Linked DNA regions of Sus scrofa: region 1 is linked to region 2. Evidence: chromatin contacts called from public HiChIP or PLAC-seq data. All regions are on one chromosome and are shown on one strand. Each heading gives the region's core, a stretch centred on a gene start, on an enhancer-like site or on the middle of the called end of the contact. The rest is flanking DNA. Distances are from core to core; before and after follow the strand shown.

Region 1 (4,697 bases), core at 736-3,235, 180 kb before region 2:
TAGCCTGGGAACTTTCATATTCTGTGGGTATGGCCCTAATGAATAAAAAAATTTTTTTTAATAAAATTATATGGTAAAATACACATAACATTAAATTGACCTAGTGTACAGTTCAGTGGCCTTAAGTACATTCCCATTGTCCATCACCACCGGCTGTCTCCAGAACTCTTTTCATCTTGCAAAACTGAAACTCTAAACCCACTAAACAATAATCCCCCCTTGCTCTCCCCTCCTCTGGCAACCACCATTCTACTTCCTGTCTATGAATCTGACTGCTGAGATGTCTCAAAAGTGAAATCATACAGTATTTTTGTGTCTGGCTTATTTCACTTAGGGTAATGTGTCAGAACTTCCTTCCTTTTTAAGGGTGGGTCATATTCCATTGTATGTCTAAGCCATGTGTGTTACCTTTTTGGAAATAACTTTATCATAAAACTAAGAGAGGCTTATTTGAAATTTGGGTTCGAAGTTCCTGTTACGGCTCAGTGGTAATGAGCCAGACTCATATCCATGAGGATGTGGGTTTGATCCCTGGCCTCATTCAGTGGGTTAAGGATCCGACATTGCTATGAGCTGTGGTGTAGGTCTCAGATGTGGCTCCGATCCCGAGTGGCTGTGGCTATGGTGTAGGCCGGCAGCTGTAGCTCCGATTCAATCCCTAAGCCAGGGAACTTCCATATGCTGCAGGTGCAGCCCTAAAAAAAGCAATAAATAAATAAATAAATAAATAAAAATAAAATTTTGATTAACTCCACTAATTGCTGGTTGATACAAACCTCTAAGAAAAGAGACTATTTTCCCAATAGGGCTCTGACTCGGGATCTTAGAGAAAGCTGGAGAGACTTTACTGTTCTCTCAGCAAGCGCTGGGGTTCCAAATGCTTACTCCTGCCCTTGATCCATCCCCATCGGATCCCCCAGTTTAGAAGGGAGTGGAGCTGAGGAACTCCTCAGAGTAGCTGCTCCCAAGGAAATGAACCATTGCTTGGTTCCCACTCGTTCTAGGAAATCCTTTCAGAATGCTTTTGTCCTAGTACTTTCACAAAAGATCTGTCTGCTTACTTAACTACTGTGGAGAGTAACATTTAGGAACTAAGAATATTTCTCTCAAGGGTCACGCACGGAAGATGAAAGAGGGATCCTCCATGACCCTGACCCTGACCCTGACAGCCCTTCATTAAATGCTGTCCATTCCCATCCTGGATATTGACTGAGGAAGAGCAGGGGCGTGTGTGTGTGTGTGTGTGTGTGTGTGTGTGTGTGTGTGTGTGTGTGTGTATGAGAGAGAGAGAGAGGGATACAGACAGACAGACAAGACAAACAGACAGACCTGGCCTATGGCCCAGGATTACCACTAACCCACTTTCAATCTGAATTCTGGCCTGTTTGCTTTCCAGCCTCTAGGCTGGAAGCCAAATGTGTGGGCAAGGGCACATTTACTAGATTATTTCGTTCTATTTGCAGATGCCTGGGGTTCCCAAGTTCCAGAGCAAGTGTGCCTTTAGCATTTAATATTAGTGATAGGCTTTGCCAGTTGCTCATTTCCCACAACCCCAGTTGAGTCAGGGGTGTCACCCTACCCGGGATATAGCACAGGACCAAGTGGCTTTCACAGAGTCTCAGAGAGCACCCGTGGCCACTGAAGGATGACCATTTGATTTTAAATCAGGAATCATTTGATGCACCAAATGCAACTGTCCAGATATCTCCTATGTAGGAGCAATAAACACACTAGGAGTGAGTTAATTTGGGGACTTTAAATAAAATTATGCAAAGTGCTTCTTCACTCACACGCAGGCACTGTCTTATTTCGATATCTTATTTCTGTCTCCCGCACCTCGTAAGGGCCTTCTGGGAGGGATTTCAGGCTTTTTTTGGTACAAAGTTCTACAAATAAGTCTCATTCAAGAATATCACATATGGTTTGAATCAGGCTTCTGGAAAACTGGCTTAGTTTGTGCTGCATAGCAACACGATACAAAAGGGAGGAATCCTCAGCAATCTCTCACAAGAGCCTGTGGATTAATTTTCATCCACTGATGCCCTGGGCTCTGAATATACTGTTGGCTAGGAAATAGTAAGTATTTATTAAACAAGCATGTTTAAGAAGTTCTGTATGGAAACCAGAGCAGGGGAACAAAATGATCATTGCCATCTGTATGATTACATTTTTCTCGATGACCACTAGGTGGCATTTCTCATACAGAATTGGAAAGTGCAGGACGAAAGTGTGCTCTGTGGCTAAACTCATCAAAATAGACAGTGACTGGCTACTCTCTATTTCATAAGGACAAAGCACAGCCATGGGGGAACATGCGTGGGTTTTGTTATTTTCCATGGTGTTCAATCTAGGGAGATAACAATACTCCAAATCTGAGGACAGACAAATCTGGGGAGACACAAACATACCAAACAACAAATCTGGTACTTAGAGGTACACGGACAGGCAACCAGCTCACACTTCTTTATGATCCGAAGAGAAAAGAATTCATCAAAATTATCAAAGGAAGGAAAGATAATAGAACTTACAGGTTTATCCTATTTTCCTTATATGTTTATCCTATCTGATTTTTGGACTAATTTTAGCTGGAGTTGGGGGGGGGGGCGGACATGGGCAAAATAGCATACTTACAGCATCTTGAAAACCAAAGAGCACCACCTGGACTTGACTGATGCCGTGGCTGTCAAAGTCCAGCTCCAGCTTCAGCTTCGACAGGGTGGTGGCTATGATCTTTCGGTCGGTGGACCTCACAAATTCTCTGAGGCTTGTGACGAGGGTTGTGATGTGCTCCCACTTTAGTTTAGGTTCTTCTGCCCCCTGTGAATAAAAACCACCAATCTGTCAGTTGATCTGTGCTGGATGCATCAGCCACAGGCCTGCTGTCCCATAGCTCCTGCTGAGAAGAACTAGGCTTCAAAATGCAAGCCCCCCCCAGCCCCCCCTCCCCCCGGCAAGGGGAGAGACCATATTTGAACTATATGGCTCCCCCCCCACCAAATCAGATCAGACCTTAGGAGGAAAGGCACCCGGCCCATACACTGTCCAATAGCCATGACGTAGTCAGATATAAAAAGCTCTGTCCAAACAGGGACAGGCTAAGGCAATAAGAGTCCACTCTCAGAAATTTTAATCAGGTGCTAAAGAGAGATGCAGGCAATAAGCCACAGTGATCTGGTTGAGACAGCAGTGAGTGATGGCTTGAAGTGAGATCTTAATGCCCTGCTCAGGAATTGAATGTGGGCAGCCTGGATGAAAACCAGGAATTCTGGCCACTAGAGCAGCTAGAGGCTAAAAGCAGAACTGGCCTGATTCTTGCCCCTGCTGAGAACAAGAATGTTTCATGGAGGCAAAGACTGTAAAAACAGGTATAGCATTTATTATTAGAGATACAATACAACATGTGGGAGAGCACACAGAGAAGGAGTTTAAGACAGAAACAAAGCAGGGATATACACTCAAAAGAGCTCCCAGGACTTCAACTGCCCTTAAAGGGCGTCCATTCCTTACAGTCAAAAGGGGCTCACTTTGACTCCATCCTGCAACCCATTCTTTACCCACCCATAAGGCAACTAGTTAAAAGAATGAACCAAATGGACTACTTTATACATTAAAAAATTAAATACAATATTTAAACAAATTCCCTCTCTCGATTTTATTTTATTTTATTTTTTTACTTTGAGCAAAAACATTGCTTCCTTAAAGGAAACATAGCAGGATGTTATTTATCTCATTTAACTTTAAGAAACAACGGGATTTTTATCATGCTCGTTTCTAGCTCATATTATTGCACATTTTGTTACTGCATCATTACAATTAAACCCCTCAACTGGGCTGTGGAAATTACAATTTCTAGGAGTCCACTCAAATAGGAGAGGAATGCACCATCAAGTTCTTTCTCTCAGTATATTTTCATTCGGGAGCTCCCTATCATGTTTATGTTTTCATGAGAAAATATATTGAAAAGGTTGAAAGTATCATTAAGGGAATATTTTAAAATCAGACTGGGAACAGTTATAAACTTTGTTTCTTTTCTTACCACGAACTAAATTACCACCAAAATAAAGATTCGCAGGCAATATCATAACAACATGAAAATATGTTCAAGAAGAAAAATGTGAGTTTTTCAGAGATTGGAAGCTTATCTACGTGAAAAATCAGTTACATGTTTGCCAGCAGTTTAAACAGCAAACATTTTTTTTGACATTAGCTTTGTTTTCACAACAGTAAAACATGCTGCTTCTGGATTTTTGATGCCACTGTCCTACCAAGGAACGCTGTGTAGCCTGGGAAATGTTTTCTGTCTAGGGTATTTCATTCGTTCTTCCTTTCTTTGTTTTTTTTTTTTTTTTTTTTTTTTTTTGGTCTTTTTGCCTTTTCTAGGGCTGCTCCCTCGGCATATGGAGGTTCCCAGGCTAGGGGTCGAATCGGAGCTGTAGCCACTGGCTTACGCCACAGCCACAGCAATGTGGGATCCAAGTCTGCGAACTACACCACAGCTCATGGCAGTGCTGGATCCTTAACCCACTGAGCAAGGCCAGGGATGGAACCCGAAACCTCATGGTTTCTAGTCGGATTCATTAACCACTGTGCCATGACAGGAACTCCCATAATGGTTCTTTCTGTCCTCACTCCTGCCTCCCTGTGTGATTAACCTCCTTTATGAACAACCATCTTAGGTATCAAATGAGCCTGATTCA
Region 2 (5,041 bases), core at 1,098-3,597:
GTATCCTGTGGGCAGAGACCATGTCCTAGCCGCCTTCTGTCTCCAAAGTCTGGCACATGACACAGACCCAACCAATGTTGGGTGAATGAACGAATGTATGAATGAGTAAACAAATGAATAAGTGAGGGAAAAAAGGGGCATCTGGAGCAGAGAGCTACTACCTACATCAATAATGCTAAGCACAACTATGTGCTACACTATAAGGAAAGTCAACGACTTTCATAAAATAAAAACTAAATGGCTGTGACTTAAGTTTGCCTCTTTCCCCAAAGGAAGGGGAGGCCATGGAGGGGATACTTTCCCTCCAAGAAATGGGCTGGGGGGCATTAGGTCAGGAAAGGAAAAAATCACTTATAGAAATAAGGGGTGCAGTTCAGACTGGCATGAACAAATATCATGTGCTATTTAAAGAAATATGTTGGAGTTCCCGTCGTGGTGCAGTGGTTAACAAATCTGACTAGGAACCATGAGGTTGTGGGTTCGATTCCTGGCCTTGTTCAGTGGGTTAAAGATCCGGCGTTGTCGCAGACACGGCTCGGATCTGGCATTGCTGTGGCTTTGGCGTAGGCCGGCAGCTACAGCTCCTGTTAGATCCCAACCTGGGAACCTCCATATGCCTGGGGAGCGGCCCTAGAAAAGACACACACACACCCCCACAAAAACTAAAGAAACACGTCTATAAGTTTCATACAGTTCACAGGTTGTTTCCTTTTGCCAATCTTGGTACCTTGGGATACAGACACATTGCTTTTCCTACATCGTTACGACAAAATTAATTCAAGATGGAGGAAGGAGTCAAGTGTGAAAAAATCTCCTGAACCTTCTAGAACAAAATACCAATGAATAATTCTCAGGTCTACACACGAAGCAAGAATCTACAATTCAAAGCAAAAGTTTAAGTCCCCAGTGACTTAGTTTGGACTATAAAAATGTGTCAGGCATTAGTATAAAATTAAACTAAACATCAAACTCAGGAAATAAGGTCATGCACTGAGGGAAATAAAGGATGGATATTCCTAATATGTATATAATTCATGATTATTTTGAAAGAATCTGGAGAAGGTTTCTGGTTTTGAAAATTGGGTGCCATTTCTCTAGGAACTAGAGAAAGGGATCAATTTCTGTAGGGAAATGAGTTTGAAGGTATCTGTCCAACCATACGCAGGTCTGGAGTATACATCGGATGGTGAAACCTACAGCTCTGGGGTCCTGAGCTAAAAAGATATAGTAAGGAGACATCTGACACCCCCAAAAAAAGGCATTTCGTCCATTTCACATGGATGAAAGGAATGAAATCCAGCTGATCTCCCCGATCGTTGCTAGAAAACTGTACCACTACATCTTGCTCCTCTGATCTTTTTATTATTATGATTACCATCATTATTATTATCAAAGAAGATTCTGTACGGTCTTGACAACTCAGTAGTTAAAAACATGTTCTCTTTGGAAATGCTATTTTAGAAAATTCAAGTTTCACCCTGAGAACTGATTTTCAAGACAAGTTTTTAAAAGATTTGACTTGGTAATGGTTTCCTATTATTAAAAAAAAAAGAAGTGAGAGGGAGAAGGAAAGAAAGAAAGAAAGGAAGGAAGGAGGGAAGGAAGAGAGGCGAAAGGGAGGCGGAGGAGGAGGAAGAAAGAGAGAGAAAGACCTTGGTCCTTGGTAAAGTCATCCTTAGGTAAACGAAACTTTTCTAAGCTTAGGTTTCTAAGGAAACGTGTTCCTCCCCTCCTACTCTGGTAAGGGTGACACAAAAGATTAACGGCATCACCAGAAACATCAACATCAACATCAGAAATAGGTATCCTTCACTGGATGCATAAAAGACAAGGCTGCAAGAAGCTGATGCCAAGATAAGCCAGTAAAACAATAGTAACTATTCAGATAAGATTTTTTTTTTTTTTGAGAGGGTGGGAGCTTCTTTCCGAATGGACAAAGATTACCAATGAATGAGCCTGCCCCATCCTGAGAGCTCTTCAAAGTAATCCAGGGTTTATACCAGTAATGTAGTCAGAATAGCCTTCCACTTGGGAGTGGTTTGGAACCCAAGGTGAAGAAAGCCTAAAAAATAATGGGAGTTTAAAAAAAAGGGGGGCGGGGTTCCCACTGTAGGTTTACAAAGCAAGATGGCACGAAGCAAAAAGATCTCTTTTAAAGAATCGATCACTTTTACTTCTAAGTGGCCACTATTGTATGCAGTCAAGTGTTTCAGGTGGCTGAGGAAATTATAAAATCATTTTTGGTCCCAGTTCTTATTCTTGAAGTTTCAAAAGCCTGTGAAATCCAGCCACTGGAGAAAGAATGAAAAACGTCTCTAGCTGAACGATCCATTTTCTTAGCAAACACTTTCACTTCCTGAACAAGTCCTTCACTTCTGTAAACTGAGTTCCGCCAGTAAAGAACTCTCTACTTAAGCTGCATCAAATTTATCTAAGTTACGGAATCTCGGAATCTCGTAAGGAAAAGCAACTCCACTTTTCACCTAATTAGAATGAGTGAGAAAACAAATACACGTAACAAAGGGTCATGCTCCGGAGTTCTTTCTGGAGGAAAGTGGCTGGGAATTTGTATTCCATGTTCCCACAGAAACAACATTAAATAACACCTGAGCCCACAAAGGCTTACTGACCTCATCCAGTCTCTGAGGCATAAACACTGCCAGGACCAGGCAAGGTCCCTCATCCCTGGAGCAGGGTGCACTGCCTGGTGCACTGCCTCCAGCAACTGCCTTTTCTTTCTGCTTCTGTCACCTACACATTTCTTTAAAGATCCCTCTTCATTATCTGCCTCCCAGGTGTTCCCCAGCAATCACTCAAGACGCTATTCGGGAAAAGTAGCACCATCTACTCCTGAAGTTGCTCTGGCAAAAGTAATCAGGAGTTTTCTAATCTCTGAGTCCAGCGAGTTCTCTGAAACATTCGACCTTCCTGACTTCCGACAAGCCCTCTTTATGTTGCTTTCAACTAGCTCACTCTGTCTTTTTCTCTCTTTTCCACTCTCTGAACGTCCCCCGTCCACTGTCCTACCTCGTGACCGTTTCTCTTCCTCACTAGTTGATGCCATCTTTAAATGCTGGTGTTTTCTCAACTCCATCTTCTTTTTATTCTACCTCCCTCTTATGGGGAGACTTGCTTATTCTCATAATTTAAAACACCTGGCACAGGAGTTCCCATCGTGGCTCAGCAGAAACGAATCTTAGTCAGATTCCATGAGGATGCAGGTTTGATCCCTGCCCTTGCTCAGTGGGTTAAGGCTCCAGCATTGCTGTGGCTGTGGCGTAGGCCAGCAGCTACAGCTCCGATTCAACCCCCAGCCTGGGAATTTCCATAACTCATGTGTGGCCCTAAAAAGACAAAAAAACAAAAACAAAAACAATCACCCGGCACATAATAAGTGCTTTCACAGTTAGACTTCAAAACCCAATTCAAATATCACCTCTGCAAAGCCTTAGCCAACCTCCTCCACACTTCCTTCTTCCCCAGAAGAATCCTCTGTCAGAGTTCCCATCATGGTTCAGCAGTAACAAACTCAATTAGTATCCATGAGGATGTGGGTTCGATCCCTGGCCTTGCTCAGTAAGTTAAAGATCCAAAATTGCGGTGAGCTGTGATGTAGGTCGCAGACATGGCTCGAGTTGCTGTGGCTGTGGCTGTGGCCTGAAGCTGCAGCTCCGATTTGACTCTTGGCCTAGGAATTTCCATATGTCACAGGTGCAGCCCTAAAAGCCAAAAAAAAAAAAAAAAAAAAAAAAAGGAAGAAGAATCCTCTGTCACTTGTGTTCTCAAAGCATCTTATATACACCTCCAGCATAGCAATCAGCACAACCTGCTCATATTTATGGGCTGGTCTCCTGCACCAGAATATGCACCCCCTCAGTGAAGGGTCCATTTCACTGAAGTCTATTCTCTAAGCATCAGTAAGTGTGGCCACTTCACGGTCAAGCACAGATCTATGGGTCGAGCACAGATACAAAAGGCCTGGGGGATGTCAAGTTCCATATAATGTGCTCTTTGCCACCTAGGAACTTAACTCACACTTAAGTAGAAAAAGCAGATAACAAAATCAATAACTAAACACAAGGAGGGGAAAAGGCAATATCCATTCACCCAATCCATCAAAAGATATCTAGTGCCTATTATGTGCCAAGCACTGTATTAGGTAATAGAGATACAGGATAAACAAGACAGACAAGGAAAAGAGACATAGAATTATGCTTTAACAATCCTTTAAAGTACCTGAAACTGTTCCTTCTAGGTCAGACCTCTCTAACAAAGGATTTCTCATTGTCCTACATCATTAGACCTGACTTTTTTGGTTTTTCCTTCTCAGTCATTTCAATATGATGCAAGCCTTATGGACCAATAGTGTTTTGTTTGTTTTGGTTTTTTTTTTTGTTTTTTTTTGTTTTTTTGTTTTTATTATCCCCTAAAGAATCAAGTAAACAAGTTAAGATGTGTTTAATGGCTTTTAGGAGGTTATTTTAAGAGGAAATAGACTAACATAAACATGCAGTAAAAAATTACACAGGTCTCAGAGAGACACTAAAAGATAGAAAGTTAAATAGTTCCACAATTATTCTTAGCTTAAACGAAAAAGAATGCAAAGCTCCAGTTCATAAATAACTATGCAATATGCTGGATTCAGGAAGGAATTTTCCTGGTGGCCACATATTAAGCACACGTTATGGCTCAAATGTTGGATAATACTTTCTTCTATAGCTAAAGAGGACAATTACAAGTCTTGAGAAGGTAACTCTCATAGACCAAATATAAAGTCATTAGAAGCATATAAGCCAGTCCAAGTCTTAAGGGAGCTTATTCTAGCATTTACACCAAGTCACTGAAAACTGAAAGCAGATTAGGGCCTTGGATTCTCCAATCACTGCTTTTTCTCTCCTTTAATGCTCTTAGAAAATCTTCTCAAATTAAGTTGGCTTATCCTCTGGCACAGAACTCTGTTTAGGGAACATGCTCTTGCTCCCCTGACAAATAAACCAAGGAGAACCAACTAAAAAGAGTGGAATTTGAAAAAAGAAAAATC

Evidence for each region. HiChIP or PLAC-seq counts read pairs in DNA pulled down with a chosen protein or histone mark.
Region 1: an H3K27ac HiChIP or PLAC-seq map of alveolar macrophages shows a contact between it and region 2. The contact joins two enhancer-like sites. A contact is called at or near these places in 2 of 5 promoter capture datasets (fetal liver and skeletal muscle), 18 of 47 Hi-C or Micro-C datasets (alveolar macrophages, blood, embryonic fibroblasts and 11 more) and 2 of 2 datasets of contacts at active chromatin or transcription factors (alveolar macrophages and skeletal muscle).

The regions. Positions count from the first base shown.
Region 1 is chr1:27,572,724-27,577,420 of Sscrofa11.1, reverse strand. MAP3K5 (mitogen-activated protein kinase kinase kinase 5) reads right to left here. Exons shown (of 29, transcript XM_021072507.1): 23 at 2,632-2,817. Among named protein-coding and RNA genes, the nearest start is that of MAP7, 31 kb to the left of the region's middle. Within about 2 kb of position 1,985, at least 10 of the 83 cell types and tissues checked have an H3K27ac peak or open chromatin away from gene starts, as enhancers often do. A contact at or near this core is called in alveolar macrophages, where this site is marked.
Region 2 is chr1:27,396,452-27,401,492 of Sscrofa11.1, reverse strand. The region is part of intron 1 of MAP3K5 (mitogen-activated protein kinase kinase kinase 5); the gene reads right to left. Among named protein-coding and RNA genes, the nearest start is that of MAP3K5, 19 kb to the right of the region's middle. Within about 2 kb of position 2,347, at least 10 of the 83 cell types and tissues checked have an H3K27ac peak or open chromatin away from gene starts, as enhancers often do. A contact at or near this core is called in alveolar macrophages, where this site is marked.